Regions from separate parts of the Mus musculus genome. Here region 2 is linked to region 1. A link is a contact called in public HiChIP or PLAC-seq data. All regions are on one chromosome and are shown on one strand. The core of a region is the stretch at or near the end of the contact, and the rest is flanking DNA. Distances in the headings are between cores, read along the strand shown.

Evidence for each region. HiChIP or PLAC-seq counts read pairs in DNA pulled down with a chosen protein or histone mark.
Region 2: a contact with region 1 is called in an H3K27ac HiChIP or PLAC-seq map of embryonic stem cells, with 5 read pairs. The contact joins two enhancer-like sites. A contact is called at or near these places in 1 of 484 Hi-C or Micro-C datasets (embryonic stem cells), 3 of 115 datasets of contacts at active chromatin or transcription factors (embryonic stem cells and microglia) and 3 of 9 other capture datasets (adipose tissue, liver and pancreatic islet).

Annotation. Positions count from the first base shown.
Region 1 is chr14:50,908,724-50,915,808 of GRCm38.p6, forward strand. It overlaps Osgep (O-sialoglycoprotein endopeptidase), which reads right to left. Exons shown (of 11, transcript NM_133676.2): 11 at 6,651-7,085. Among named protein-coding and RNA genes, the nearest start is that of Osgep, 13 kb to the right of the region's middle. Within about 2 kb of position 2,913, at least 8 of the 459 cell types and tissues checked have an H3K27ac peak or open chromatin away from gene starts, as enhancers often do. A contact at or near this core is called in embryonic stem cells, where this site is marked.
Region 2 is chr14:50,977,190-50,984,274 of GRCm38.p6, forward strand. It overlaps the pseudogene Gm8518. Among named protein-coding and RNA genes, the nearest start is that of Pnp2, 25 kb to the left of the region's middle. Within about 2 kb of position 2,637, at least 15 of the 459 cell types and tissues checked have an H3K27ac peak or open chromatin away from gene starts, as enhancers often do. A contact at or near this core is called in embryonic stem cells, where this site is marked.

The sequences.
Region 1 (7,085 bases), core at 1,663-4,162:
CAGTAAAACCCTAACTAAGACACTCACACGGCTTCTCTCCCTGTTGAGTACTCAGTGTCCCCTTTCTGTTTTCCCATGTGCCTGTTTCTTTTCAACTCTACAACTCTGTTTCCTCCCTGCTTTCCTCAGTCTGACTGGCAAGTTTATCTATCCCATACCTGCATTCCTTTACTGGTGTTAGAACCAACTTCTTTAGGATTCTAATGTACAGTAAAGAGCAACTGCTCTCTGGGAATCTTCCAGGCCTCCAGCACCAGTTTGGAAATGCTGAGACTTTCAGCCTTAGTGACCAAGTAACTCCCTGATGCTTAACCTCTCCAGAGTGAGACAGCCCTTGCTGGAATACCTGGACTATATACCGTTAAGTCAGATTAATAAACCCCCCTTTATTATATATACAGTCTACCATTTCTTTTCCTCTAGATAACACTAACACATGCCATACAAGACCTGTCTGCTCATAAGCTTCATTCTGGGCTCTGAGTCCATGCAGGCATCTGCTAAACTGAAACCCTTCTTGTCACCTGCCTCTCAAACATAATACAGCCCTACTCCTTCTCCACGGCCTCTCCGTTCAGGGCTGAGGTGCAGGCCTTCTCAAGCACAATGTTCTGATATAAGCAAAATTGGCAGTTGCCCATATCTGCTGTGGAGGACTATTGTAATGCTTTTATTTGGGGTGGGGGTGGGGGTGGGGGTGGGGGAGGGCAGGGAGATGGAAAGAGAAGTTGTCAGGAACTAGAACTAAAAGGAAAGAACATTAGGATAAATTCCATTGCTTCTAGCTCTCTCTCTCAGTAAAAAGAGATTTATTTTGCTTCATGTATGGGTATTTATTTTATGTATGGGTGTTTTGCCTGCATGTGTATTTATCACCATGTGCATGTCTGGTGCCATGGATTCCCTGGAACTGGAGGTACAGACAGACAGACAGGTGTGAGCTGCCATGTGGATGCTGGGAACTGAGCCTGGCGTTTCCAGCTCTTAAGGGAGGGAAAGCCCTTCCTCCCTCAGCTCCTCCTTCCGTGCCTTTTTACTCCTCTCGTCAGGGGATGCCTTTCCCTGCAGTTGTGTCTGCCTCTGAAGGATGGCAGCAGGGCTAATTGTGACTACACAATACAAGGCCATGGTGAGTCAAAGAATAAGGAGAGGAAAGCAGAAACTGAGTATCAAAGGCAGCTGAGCATGACAGTGGGATAATTTGAGAAAAGCAAAGTACCTAATAGGGAGGCATGGCCTGAGGATGGAGTTAGAGTAACTGCTCGATAGGAAAGGAATTTGTCTTCTCTTTTGTTTGGTATGAGACTGGGTCTCACTGTGTATCTGCGCTGGCTAGTTTTATGTTAACCTGATACAAGCTAGAGTCACCCAAGAAGAAGAACCCTAAGTTGAGAAAATGCCTCCATAACACCAGGCTGTAGGCAAGCCTGTAGAACATTTTCTTAGTGACTGATGGGGTAGGGCTCAGCCCATTGTGGGTGGGGCCATCTTTGGGCTGGTCATCCTGGGTTCTTTAAGAAAGGAGGCTGAGTAAGCCATGTGGAGCAAGCCAGTAAGCAGTGCCCTTCATGACTTCTGCATCAGGTCCTATTCTCAGGTCCCTGCCTTGTCTGGCTTCCTTCAAGGGTGGACGACACTATGGAAGTGAAAGCCAAATAGAGCCCTTGCCTTCACCTTGCTTTTGGTCATGTTTCACTGCACCAATGGAAACCCTAAGACAGTATCCCAAACTGGCTTGGAATGTGATTCTTTTGCCTCTCCCTCCCAAGGGCTGAGCTTAACAGGTTTGCACCACCACAGCCACTTTGTATAATTTTTCTCTTTGGGGCAGTTACGACACCAGCAGACTCAAATGACATTCAGTCAAAGCAGGGCCTGCAGTCAGTGAACTGGCTCAGTGATGATAGTGGTAGGAAGCCTAAAAGACCCTCAGAAGCCCCCATTCCTTTCCAAGTCTCAGAGGAAAAGAAGGAGAAGTTAATGATCTAAGAGGAGGCAGCAGTAGTGGCCTGAGGTACCATCAGGGTGGGACATGGCGGTGCAGGCTTACTAGCACTTGAGAGGCTCAAGGGCAAGGGAGAGCTGAAAGGCAGAGTGCTTGCACGGTACACGCAAGACCCTGGGCTCAACCTCAACATCATGCACAGAAAAAAAGCAAGCCTAGAACACAGACAGGTACTTTGTGGGCGCCTGTGCGACTTACTGTGAACCATGGATAGGGCAGACTGCGGAATGGTCTTCCCACGGGTGTACTTCTAGAAAGAATTGCATACACTAGGGTACGTGAATGCATTCAAAAGCAAGCACGTGAAGGGAAGGACCTGGAATGTCTGAATTGTCCCTATGGGAAAGGTGAAGATCTGGAGTATCCTTGAGTCTTTAGCATGACCAGAGAGAGTATTCATAAAACATAAACCAGGTATATTCCCTCACAGTATCTGTACTTGCTTAAACTGTAAAACCATCTCACCTATGTATGCCTTACCTTAGTAATAAAAATGACGAGCAATCTGTTGGCACTGCTCTTGTGCTCAAAGGCCTTGCCCAGTCAGACCCCACCCCCACCCCACAGCTCCTCAGGATTTCCCAGCCCTATCTACAGACTTAGCCTTGCTGGTTGGGGTGGGTTGACACTTACATTACAAAGCATTCGTTGCCCTTCTCCCACTTAAGAAACCTTCAGGCAGTACTCTTTCTCAGCACACACACCCTCCTCCCCTGCCCCCCAAAGGTCGCTGGGAAGACTGCTTGTCACCCCCCTTTATCATTACAGGACTATGTTAATCCCCTATCTACTGACATGCAAGAAAAAATGAACCCAATGACCTTTATGACCTTTTGTGAGCAGCCCTGCCCTGAGTCGCTAGCTGGAGGAGCTGCATAAAGTGAGCTAGACATACAAACCCTAAGGTTATGGCCACAGGCCTTCAGTACAAAAGACTACTGTAGGGGGAGAGGAAGGAATTAGGGCATTCTGAAGATAAGCCACTAATTTGGTTCAGCTTAAAAGGAAAGAGGATTGTGGTTAAATGTGGTTAAATGTTGAAAAGTAAATCCAAGTGGATTTGATTAACTGAAGGTGAAACACACACACCTATTCATAGAACTCAAAAGAATGCCAAGGTCTGTGTTTTGACATGAACCAGAGGGGGTACTGATCACTTAAATAAGAAATAACTAAAGGAGAAGGCTGGGGAACTTAAGTTCAGTTTTGGATACCTTAAACTTAAAGTGTGTGCCAATCAATTTTATATCAACGTAACACAAGTTTGAGTGTGGGAAGGGGGAACTTCAACTGGGAAAACTGTCCACACCAGATTGGCCTGTGAGATGAGAAGTCTATGGTGCATTTTCTTCAATGATGATTGATGTGGGAGGGCCCAGCTCGCTGTGGGTGGTCCTGGGTGCTATAAGAAAACAGGCTAAGCAAGGTGAACAGAGCAAGCCAGTAAGCAGCACACCTCAGGGCCTCAGCTCTAGTGCCTGCCTGTACAGACTGCCTTACAGAATGCTCCAGACTGTAAAGTGAAATAAACCTTTTCTTTCCCAAGCTGATTTTGGTTGTGGTATTTTACTACAGCAATAAAAACCCCAAGACAGGGTGCTACATTTGTACCCAGGCAAAGATGCCAAAGGGCAGCTTGGTATTTGGGAGGGCAGTCCTGGCTAGAGATATAAAACTGGAGTTACCTATATCCTAATGAATTTCATGGCTTAAGACTGGACACAATCACCCCACATGCCTGTGCCAACTGTCTGAGGACTCTCGGATGTTAGGACTGTAGACATAGACAGGCACAGTGGCACAGGTGCCAGCACTCAAGAGACTGAAGGCAGGAGACAACTCAGTCCAAGCTAAGACTGAGAAATGAGAACCAGCAAAGGCAACAGAGAGTCAGCAAGAAAGCAGACAATACATTCTAAAAGAGTAAGTGTTAAATGTTTCAGACAGACTTATAAAAGAAGTAGAATCCACCATTATATTTGTGACTAAGTAACTAATGATATGGTAACAACAAATCTGCTGAGATAGTTTAATTTTCATTTTCTGAGATAGGGTCTCATGTAGCCCAGGCTAGCCCTGAACTCACTATATACCTAAGGAAAACCTTTAAATTCTCATCTTCCTGTCTCTACCTGCAAAGCATGGAGATTCCAGATGCCTAATCACCGCTTATATAGCTTTGTATCAAGCAAATGTTCTACCACCTAAGCTCCACCCTCAGCAACAGAATAGATTTTCATAGCGAATTCAGAGGAAAACCGGAGGCAACTCTTTTAAGCCACGCTGTGAAGTTGCAGCTAACCTGTCAACTCACACTCAGTGAGAGCAGCTGGATCTGCTTAGCAATTAGGACATAGCTCAGAACTGTCCAGGTCAATCAGCGTATAGCTACTCTATAGAGTTCTCAAAACCCAAACCAAACCAAACCATTACACATTCCTGTCTGGGGCAGTTTTCAACTGTGATACTAACAACATTTTTGCATAGGACTTTATTTGTGGGGCTTTATTAAAAACTGTAGGGTATTTTCTAGCATCCTTGGCTTTATTTATTTCCTCTGTGTAGCCCTGGCTGTCCTTGAACTCACTCTGTAGACCAGGCTGGCCTCGAACTCAGAAATCCGCCTGCCTCTGCCTCCCAAGTACTGGGATTAAAGGCGTGCGCCACCACCGCCCGGCTTGGCTTCTCTTTTTAAGATGTAGCTTTATTTCATGTGTATGGGTGTTTTGCCTCATGTGTGCATGACATATGTGCCCGGCGCCCAGGGCCAGAAAGCATCAGATCCCCTGGAACTGAAGATACTGACAACAGTGAGCTGCCACCTGGGTGCTAGGAATCCAACTGGAGTCCTCTGTAAGTGCTCTTAATCAATGAGCTCTCTCCAGCCCGCCTTGGCTTCTCTTTAGTAGCATCTTCTCTTTGTCCTCCTAAGACCAAACCAGACTTGGTTGAGAACCTCTTGTCTGTGGGAATGGAACAGAAATCAGAGTATCTAAGTATAAATGATATAAAGTATTCAGTATGGAGCTGAGAACTTGATAAATGTGTGCTCCTTGCTTCTAATTTAAAGAACCAAGGTATGATTTCTATGAGAATGGCTCCACAGGCTTATATATTTAAGTGCTTGCTCCCCAGTTGTGGGGAGCGGGTGTGGCGGCAGTCCCAAAGGCGCCAGGGACTGCAGCTAAGTCATATGACTTGCACCTGACTTCCTCATATAAGACACAAACATCTTGAGTGCTGCGCAGGTGTACCAGGATACAGGTGAATCCAATTTGGTGGAGATTTGCCCCTGCTGCCCTGATTAGCTGAAGCCTCGTGACTGGCGAGGGGGCGTGGCCTGCGGTGCGTGGATGAGAGTATAAAAGGAGTGAGAGGCCCAGGGTTCGGGGGAGATATAAACAAGAAGAATCAGGACTGAATAAACTGCTGTTAGAAGGACTGGTGGTCGCGTCGTTCTTGCTGGTCGAGAGCGGGCGCGACACCCAGTTGGTAGGACTGTTTGAGAAAGATTGGGAGGTATGGCTGTATTGGAAGAATTGTGTCAATGGGTATGGGCTCTGATGTTACAAAAACCCACTCTTCCCACTTAGTGCGTGCTCTCTTCTATCTCTCTGCCTTCCCCTACATATATCTATCTCTGAGTGTGTGTCTCTCTGTCTGTCTATCTGCCTGCCTCTAACTTGCTGATCTAGGTATAAAGTGTGACAGAAGTATAATTGGGGCTAAGGATGCAGCTCAGGTGGTTCTGTGGGTTCAGTCTCTTACACTGTGTGGGTGTGGGAGGTGGAGGCGGGTCAAGACCAGGCGAAACTTGATGATACCTTGGATTTGTTTTTTTAATTATTATTAATGGTAAAGGGAGAGGAAGCTTCTACAACAAAGCGCTTATTTGCAAGGGAAGCCTGTAGAAAGGAAGTAAGGGTGGGGGTTGGGGGTCCGGGTGCAGGGATGAATCTGAGTAGCAAGGCTGAGGCTGAGGGACAAGAAGTGACTGAAATACAGAACAATGGGCTGCAAAGGACAAAGGCGATAACAAGAAACAGAAGAGGTGGGGCATGGTGGTGCAGGCTTCTAAACCCTAGCCCTCAGGAGGCAGAAGCAGAGGTGGATCTTTCTGAGTTTGAAGCAAGCCTAGTTTCCCATAGCAAACTCCAGGCCAGCTAGGACTACAGAGAGTCTCTGTCTCAAAAAAAAAAGATGGGGAGAAAAGGAAGAAAAGCAAACTGAGGAGGGAAGGAGGACATGTGCTCCACGTCTAGGCCCAGGGGTACAGGGATGTGAAAGATTCACCAACAGGTAGTAAGAGAAGCAGGGACTAAGAAACCAGGTCTCAGAACAATGAGAAGGGACCATTGGGAGATGAGGGTGAGACGGTGAGGGGATATGGATTTTATAAATGAATGACGGAGAGAGAGAGGGAGGGAGGGAGAGAGAGAATATGAATGAATGAAAAGACACATGGCTAAAAGAGGGCAAAAGAGGAGCTTGGTAGTTTAGGACACCTTGTGTCAATATATACAAGATAAAGGGCACAATATCTGTAGTTCTGACGCTTGTAGTGGTGATGGGGCATTGTAAATTTGAGGTGTCCCTCAAATTGGCCCGTGAAGTATTTATAGTAGTAGTACATCAATAAAGTTATGAAGGCAGCAGTTTTACTTAAATTACAAATTATACATTTCCAGGCCTTTTTAAGGGTTGTCCTGGATGTCCACTTCAGTGAATGTAAACACAGTTAACTGCACAGTGGTCAGCACAGGGCATGGCACTAAAATACTATTAGCTAGGGTATTTCTGCTAATGGGATGTTAGTATGGCACCCAGGGTTTTCTCCAAGTAGCAGCCATCAAAAGTAGCTGCGCCACCAACCAAGGTGCTACTCTGACCCCCACCAGTTGTCCCTGAGATCAGTAAGACTTTACCCAGTGCTAACTGAAAAACACAACCTAATTATCAACATACAAAACCAAATTTTTATTGTGGCGTCATGTTGGGTTTCCATAGGGACCCTAAGCCTTATATAGGGTCCATACCCTTGTCAGCGAAGAGGGCAGTCTAGAACATTACCAAGACTGAC
Region 2 (7,085 bases), core at 1,387-3,886, 68 kb after region 1:
ATTCCTTTCTAAACTTGCCTCACAGACAACAGTGAATTTTACTCTTGGAGCTGGTGAGATAAGGAGAAGTCACTGGGGTCTCTGCCATTCTCAAAGATCCCAATTTCCCCCATTGTACATGAACCAACACTTTTCTCTTTTTTCTTGTCTTCTCCTTTCCTCCTCCTCCTCCTCCTCCTCCTCCTCCTCCTCCTCCTCCTCCTTCTTCTTCTTCTTCTCTCTCTCTCTCTCTCTCTCTTTCAGACAAGGCCTAAGCTGTTGGAATTAAAGGCATGCACTACCATGTGGGGCATGGATCAACCATTATATATTTTCCTGATTAAACTTTGCCTTCATCATCTTCCTCTTTATGCCCTCTGAACTCTGAATCAAGGGTACTCGGGCACCAGTCTCCATCTCTCCTCTCCAACATAAGCCTCTTTCACTTCTCCCAGGACTGTACTGAAAACTCATGAAAAGACGCCAAGCCTGCAAACTGATTGACCGATTAGAACTGTAGAGAGATCAGAATGTTGCAGGTCCAGGGGGCTCATTACCTTAGCTTGGGCTAAGTTCTAGCTACCACCCCAACCTCCAGAACAGCATTCCTTACCCACCTCTGTCTGAACTAATGACATGTTGCAACTAGCAAAAAAAAAAAAAACAACTTTAGAACTCTATTAACTTAGCAGACCACTAGCTTCCACCAACCCAAAAGCTAAGAATGTGGGTGGAAAGATTGCTCAGCAGTTAAGAGCGAACACTGACTGCTCTTCCAGAAGTCCTGAGTTCAATTCCCAGCAACCACATGGTGGCTCACAGCCACCTGTAATAGGATCTGATGCACTCTTCTGGTGTGTCTGAAGACACAAAATGTACTCATATAGAAAATAAATAAATCTTAAAAAAAAAAAAAGCTAAGAATGTCATCAGATAGATCTTGTGTTCACAGGAAAGCTTCTCTCATCTCTTTGTGCCTATCTCTCTGCTGTCCCACCAATGTGTTTTTTTTTTTCCTACTAAATAGAGGTTTATTTGCAGAAGTTGAAAAAAGCTCAGTTTGCATACATATGTACAGATCCCAGCTTTGAGCCACTCGGGGTGGTGGGCACCCTTGGGCGATGAACAGGTCACACCAACAGAAACTGAGACTCAGTAGGTTGGCTCAGTTCTCAAGACCCAGAAGTACTGGCCAGCCTAACCCCCTCCCTGCCTGAGACCATCTTCCCACAGGATGTGTGTGCTGAACAGATCAGATGGGACACGGAGAACTTGTCAGTCAGAGTTACAAGCCTCTTGTCCGGTGGTGGCGTCCACTGCAGAGGCCAGGCTGTCCTCTTGGCCTTTTAGCCGCTCACAGATCAGCTCTGCAATGGTTCTCTGGGTCCGCTTTTCTAGCTTCTCTAGCTTCTTGGCCACATCTCTCTTGAGATCCCAATCAGGTTTCCGGGGTGCCAAGTTGGCCAGGTCCACTTCCTCAATGACAGGCTCTGGCTTGGCTGCCTCCAGCTGCTCCTTCACCTTCTCCTCCACTGCCACTGGTTTGGCCTGGGGGACCCGCCTCCTCTTCAGGTCTTCATCCTCTGGGACATAGTTCCTGAGCCTGAGTCCCCTGTGCTTCCCAACTTCCTCTCCCTCTTCTCTGAGCTGCTTGGTCTGTGGCTCCCCATCTTCCCTGTCCTTGCGCCCGGTTTTCTCCCGGAGGGCCTTCAGCCGTTCTTTCCGCCTCTTCCTCTAGGCGGCCCACACCGGCAGGAGCAGCCGCCATCTTTTCGGAGGCCCCCCACCTCCCCCACCAATGTGTTTTAAACTTGCTTTGATTTAAGGCTTTCTTTGATCTGTGAAACTATAAAACTTCATGAAACTGTTTCCACATTGGAACATGGAATTTGGGGGTGACATAAATCATTGTGTCCAGGCTACAATGACTTAAAGTAGCTGTGCCATAACTATCTGCTGTTCATTTTAAGATGAGACCTCTGGGTTTTGCCATTCTCTCTGCCTCCTTTCCACCCTGGCTAGGGCCCAGGAGAAATCGGTGATGGTAGGCAGTAGGAACTTAGAGGAGAAGGTTGCCCAGGGCTCACATCCTGAGACTTACGAGCCTCTGCCAGCATTTACTGTGTGGAGGTGCGGGAACAGGTTTCTTTTCTCTACCAATGAAATAATTAAAAGGCAAACCAAGTCTGAAAGTCAACAAGAGACAAAGTTTGTTCATTCACTTTTTTAGAGTCTAAAAGAAAAACATCCCAAGCTGTAGATCTCAGTAGCTGCCCAGAGGAAAAGTGAGAATAAAACAGAAAAAGCCATTTGAGTTAAGCTGGTTTGGAGGTTAGCCACATGGCAGCAGGCAGCTTCATAGACTGAGCAAGGAAAATCAAATGCCTGGGGAAAAGCATATTTGGTAAAAACACAACTCAACAACAACACACCAAAAACCAGTAAAAAGGAAAAGTTGGAACATTCTGAGTTAGGACTAGGCCAAACCTCACCAAGACATGAAAGGAGACCCAGACTCCCTCCCTCCCTTCTAGCTCCTGCAGTTAAACTTCAGTGCTGGGCTGGCTGGCTGGCCTCCAGTCTCAACCAACCCCTTCACTGCTCACTGTCCTCTTGGTTGCCCTGGGTGCCTTGTTTTGGCAGCCTTGCCCTTGTTTTCTAAGCACCTCTCTCAACCCTCCACTCCCAGATGACCTTCCTGAATGTCCTACAAGGAAGGGAGTGCCTTAGACTGTTTACATTTCAACAACCCCCTCACTGCTTTCACCCCCACCCCAAGGTATTGTCCCCAGTTCCATTATGTAGCTCTGGATGGCCTGGAACTCACAGAGGTCCATGTGTCTCTACCCTCCTGAGTGCTGGGATTAAAAGCAAGGGGTGTTAACCCCAAAGATTCAAGGAGAAAAATCACCCACCCAAATCATCATGGGCAAATTAATCAAAACAAGCTTCTCAATTCACGTATACTGGCTGCCTCTCCCTAAGTTGGGGTTTAAGAGGTCAACACTGGACATGGGCAAGATAAGGGTTTTTATAGTTCAGTTATAGGGGATTTCTAAATGGGGGATTTGGCGGGCTAATGGGCAGGGTTACAGGAACAGCATAACAAGTGGTCATAACAATGTGGTCATACGAAGGTGGTCATAACAACCTTTTGAAAGAAAGACATGGTTGGCACTTCCTGGAGCAGGCAGTACAGAACCATTTGTAGTTAAGGTTACAGGTGAGGCATATCCCAGCCCTTGGGAAACAGATTTAATCACAAACAGGAATGAACCTGTTTACTATACGATGGCTTTTAACCCTAAGATGGAGGTAGGCTGGTTCATAACTGTCATCGCACCTGGCCCACATTGATTTTCTGGGAATGTTGGAAGGTGCATTAAGAAAGGAAGGAGATGCTACTGAAGAGTAGATACACTCTACAGAAAAGAACTTGAAGGGGCTGAAGAAGAGCTGGCCATTCTTCCAGAGGACCTAGTCTCATTTCCCAGCATCCACATGGCAGCTCACAGTCTCCAGTCCCAGTATTTTGACCTGTATAGGTAAAACTCCTATGCCTATAAACATTTTTTTTAAATAATAATTTAAAAAGTTATTGAATAACTTTCTGACGTGTTGCCGGGCATGGTGGCGCACGCCTTTAATCCCAGCACTCGGGAGGCAGAGGCAGGCGGATTTCTGAGTTCGAGGCCAGCCTGGTCTACAGAGTGAGTTCCAGGACAGCCAGAGCTATACAGAGAAACCCTGTCTCAAAAAACAAACAAACAAACAAACAAACAAACAAACAAACAAAAAAAAACCTTTCCGATGTGTTGACTCAGGGACTAGAGAATTCCCAATTAGGCTTTATGGAGAAGCTTTTTACCTGTGATGTATAAAATATATCATTTCAGATCAAGTCATCCAAAACATTGGGGTTGGGTTGATACACACAGCGGGATGTCAAGGTCACTGACTTGCTACAATAAGTACATATTCATAGACCTCCATTCCTTTCCACCTGCTTCAGGGTGAGATCCAAGAGCTGCATCTGTAGGAGTGAGGACTGTGGCAGGTTCCAGAGAAACCTGCAAGAGCAACCTTGTAGTTAACCAACTGAGAAATTCTCAACTTCAATCCAGCATTTCAGTAAGGCTGACCTCAGGAGATAGAGGCTCTGAGTGACTCAGATGATAGGAGGGGGCAGGAACCTCACAGGAGCAAGAGAGGTTTGTGGGTAGAATCCATGTACTAAGAGGTGCACTCAGGGGTAACAGAAGCCGTTTGTTCTGGTAGAGCAGTTTAAAGGGCTGTTTTGCGTGGGCAGTAGTTTAGGCAGGAAGTGTCTGGGGGAGGTTCAAGGAACTATTGATTCCCATTGAGAAATGTGGTTTGTAAGTGGCCTATTTTATTAAAGCCCAGAAGCAAGGGTATAATGAGGAGCATCAGACAGACAGAAGAATAGGTCTTTGATGTCACGTTCTATATAAAAATATTATACGGTTAGGTTACCAAGGCAACATATATGAATGTAGAACCATTTAAAATATAACAACAGAAAGAACCCATTCTCCCAGCCAAATATACACTCTTACTATATATATAGGTGGGCTTATGGTAGATGTTGTGTAGTTGGAGAACAATGCTTCACACATATGTCATTGACAAATATATATTGTCCTTATCTTAGGCTTTGTAAATGACTCCTGAGTGGCTTGTTGACCAGGAGCCCTGGAAGTGCATAGACTTCTCAAGGAAAGGGCTCGTTTTGTAGATTTTTATCAAATGCCTCGACAATCATCCTTGCCTGACCAGAGCACGTAGCAGTTTAATGAAGAGAACACATGTTGCTCCAGCCTGAAATTACTCCTGTGATGACTCTTTGTGTGGGGGTGGGGTGGGGATATGACTTGTAAATGGAGGAGTATTTATATCTTGACCTGAGTGAAGGTTGTGGTTTTTTGTTTGTTCGGTTGTCGTTGCTTTGCTTCTGCTTTTAGTTTTTGCTACAAGGCTGGCTTCACCCACAGAAAACAGCCTGCCTCTGCCTCCTGAGTACTGAGACACTAAAGATGTGCACCACCATACCAAGCTTGTTTTGGGGGGTGGGAGGGAAGTTGAGACAGGGTTTCTCTGTATAGCCCTGGCTGTCCTGGAACTCACTCTGTAGATCAGGCTGACCAAGAACTCACAGAGATCCCCCCCCCCCCCCAGTGCTAAGATTAAAGGCATGTGCCACTGCCACTGGATAGATATTATCTTTTATTTTACCTGACTGGTTGATTCCTCCCCGAGGAAGAGGCAGAGACTTCTTTACTATTAGTAACTCTCCCCTCACTGTATTTAACATTATGGCAGCCAGTGAGTCTATTTGGCCCTGGAGGGTGAGGACAACCTGAGCTACCCGCTGGAGATTCTGGATAAACCGAGAGGCAAACTGATAATTGATGGTTAGAGAAACAGTCAGTCACCCTTGTATGTTAGGAGGTGGGATAGGTGCCGAAGACAGTAGTGGATGACCTGAAGGTTAACCATTCTGATTTTCATATAAGAAGTTTGGCTGTAAGCTGGGCAGTGGTGGCACACACCTTTAATCCCAGTACTTGGGAGGCAGAGGCAGGCGGATTTCTGAGTTGGAGGCCAGCCTGGTCTACAGAGTGAGTTCCAGGACAGCCAGGGCTACACAGAGAAATCCTGTCTCAAAAAACCAAAAAAAAAAAAAAAAAAAAGTCTGGCTGTAACCAGAACATTTAGATGAGTCCCCATCTTTGGATAGTATGGTCCAATTTTTTCGACAAGTATGTAACAGAAGCAAAAAACCATCACAGTTGGCAACCCAGGACCCTGAGGATGTATCCTTTCTTCTCTCTAACATGGAATGATAAGGGGTGACCTAGGGTATCTCTTACCTCTCTGACATGGAGTGAGAAGGTATGACCCAGGACCCTGAGGACACATCTCTCCTTCTCTCTGACATGGAGTAAGAAGGTGACATGGAGTAAGAAGGTGTGACCCAGGAACCTGAGGGCATATCCCTCCTTCTCTATGACTTAGATAGAGAAAGGGTGACTGTGGTGGTTTGAATATGCTTGGCCCATGGGAAGTGGTACTATTAGGATGTATGGCCTTACTGCAATAGGTGTGGCTTTGTTGGAGGACATGTGTCACTGTGGGGGTGGGCTTTTAGAATCCTATGCTGAGGCTCTGCCCAATATAGGATGAGAATATCCTCCTGGCTGTCTGCAGAGGACAGTCTCCTTCTGCTGCCTTCCACTCAAGATGCTGAACACTCAGGTCCTTTTCCAGCATCATATCTGCCTGCTCGCTGCCTTGCTTCCTGCCATGATAATAATGAACTGAACCTCTAAAACTGTAAGACAGCCTCAATAAATGTTGTCCTATATTAGAGTTGCCTTGGTACTGGTGTCCCTTCACAGCATGAAACCCTTACAGTGACCCAGGACCCTGAGGGCATATTCCTCCTTCCCTATGACACAGAGTGAGGAGTGAGTCAAATCTGGAAGGTGTAGGGCCAGGGCCTGGAGGAGGGCCTGCTGAAGCGTATGAAAGGGACTAATAGTGGGTATAAGAAGGGGTTCATGTGAGGGGCCAAGGGATACCTCATATAAGGAGTAGGCAAGAAGAAAGAAAGCAGGGATCTAAGAGTATAAAAAGTCAACCATCCCAAGATAAAGATAAAATTTTGTACTTACTGGTGAGTACAGAAAATGACCAAATTAAATGTTTCCTATCAAGGGTAACGGCCTTGTGAGTTTCAGTAATAACTAATCCCAGATAAGTAACCTAAGAGGTGGACAGCTGAATATTAGAGGGTGAGACCCCCGTATCCCTGGCCATACAGGAAGTTTTATAAAGTAGAGGTGTCAACCTGGCAAATTTGCAGGGGTGGACTACAAAGAATATTGTCTATGCATTATATAAGCTTGGATCTAGGAAGAGACAGAGGGAATAAGTCAGAGGCTAGAGACAAATAGATGTGTGCTGTCCCAGAACCCCTGGGGTAAGACAGTTCAGGTGACTTGTGTGGAAAGTGAGTATCTGGGTTAGTCCAAGCAAGGGCAAAGATGTTTTGTGACTGGGGGTTAAGAGGAATAGAAAAGAAG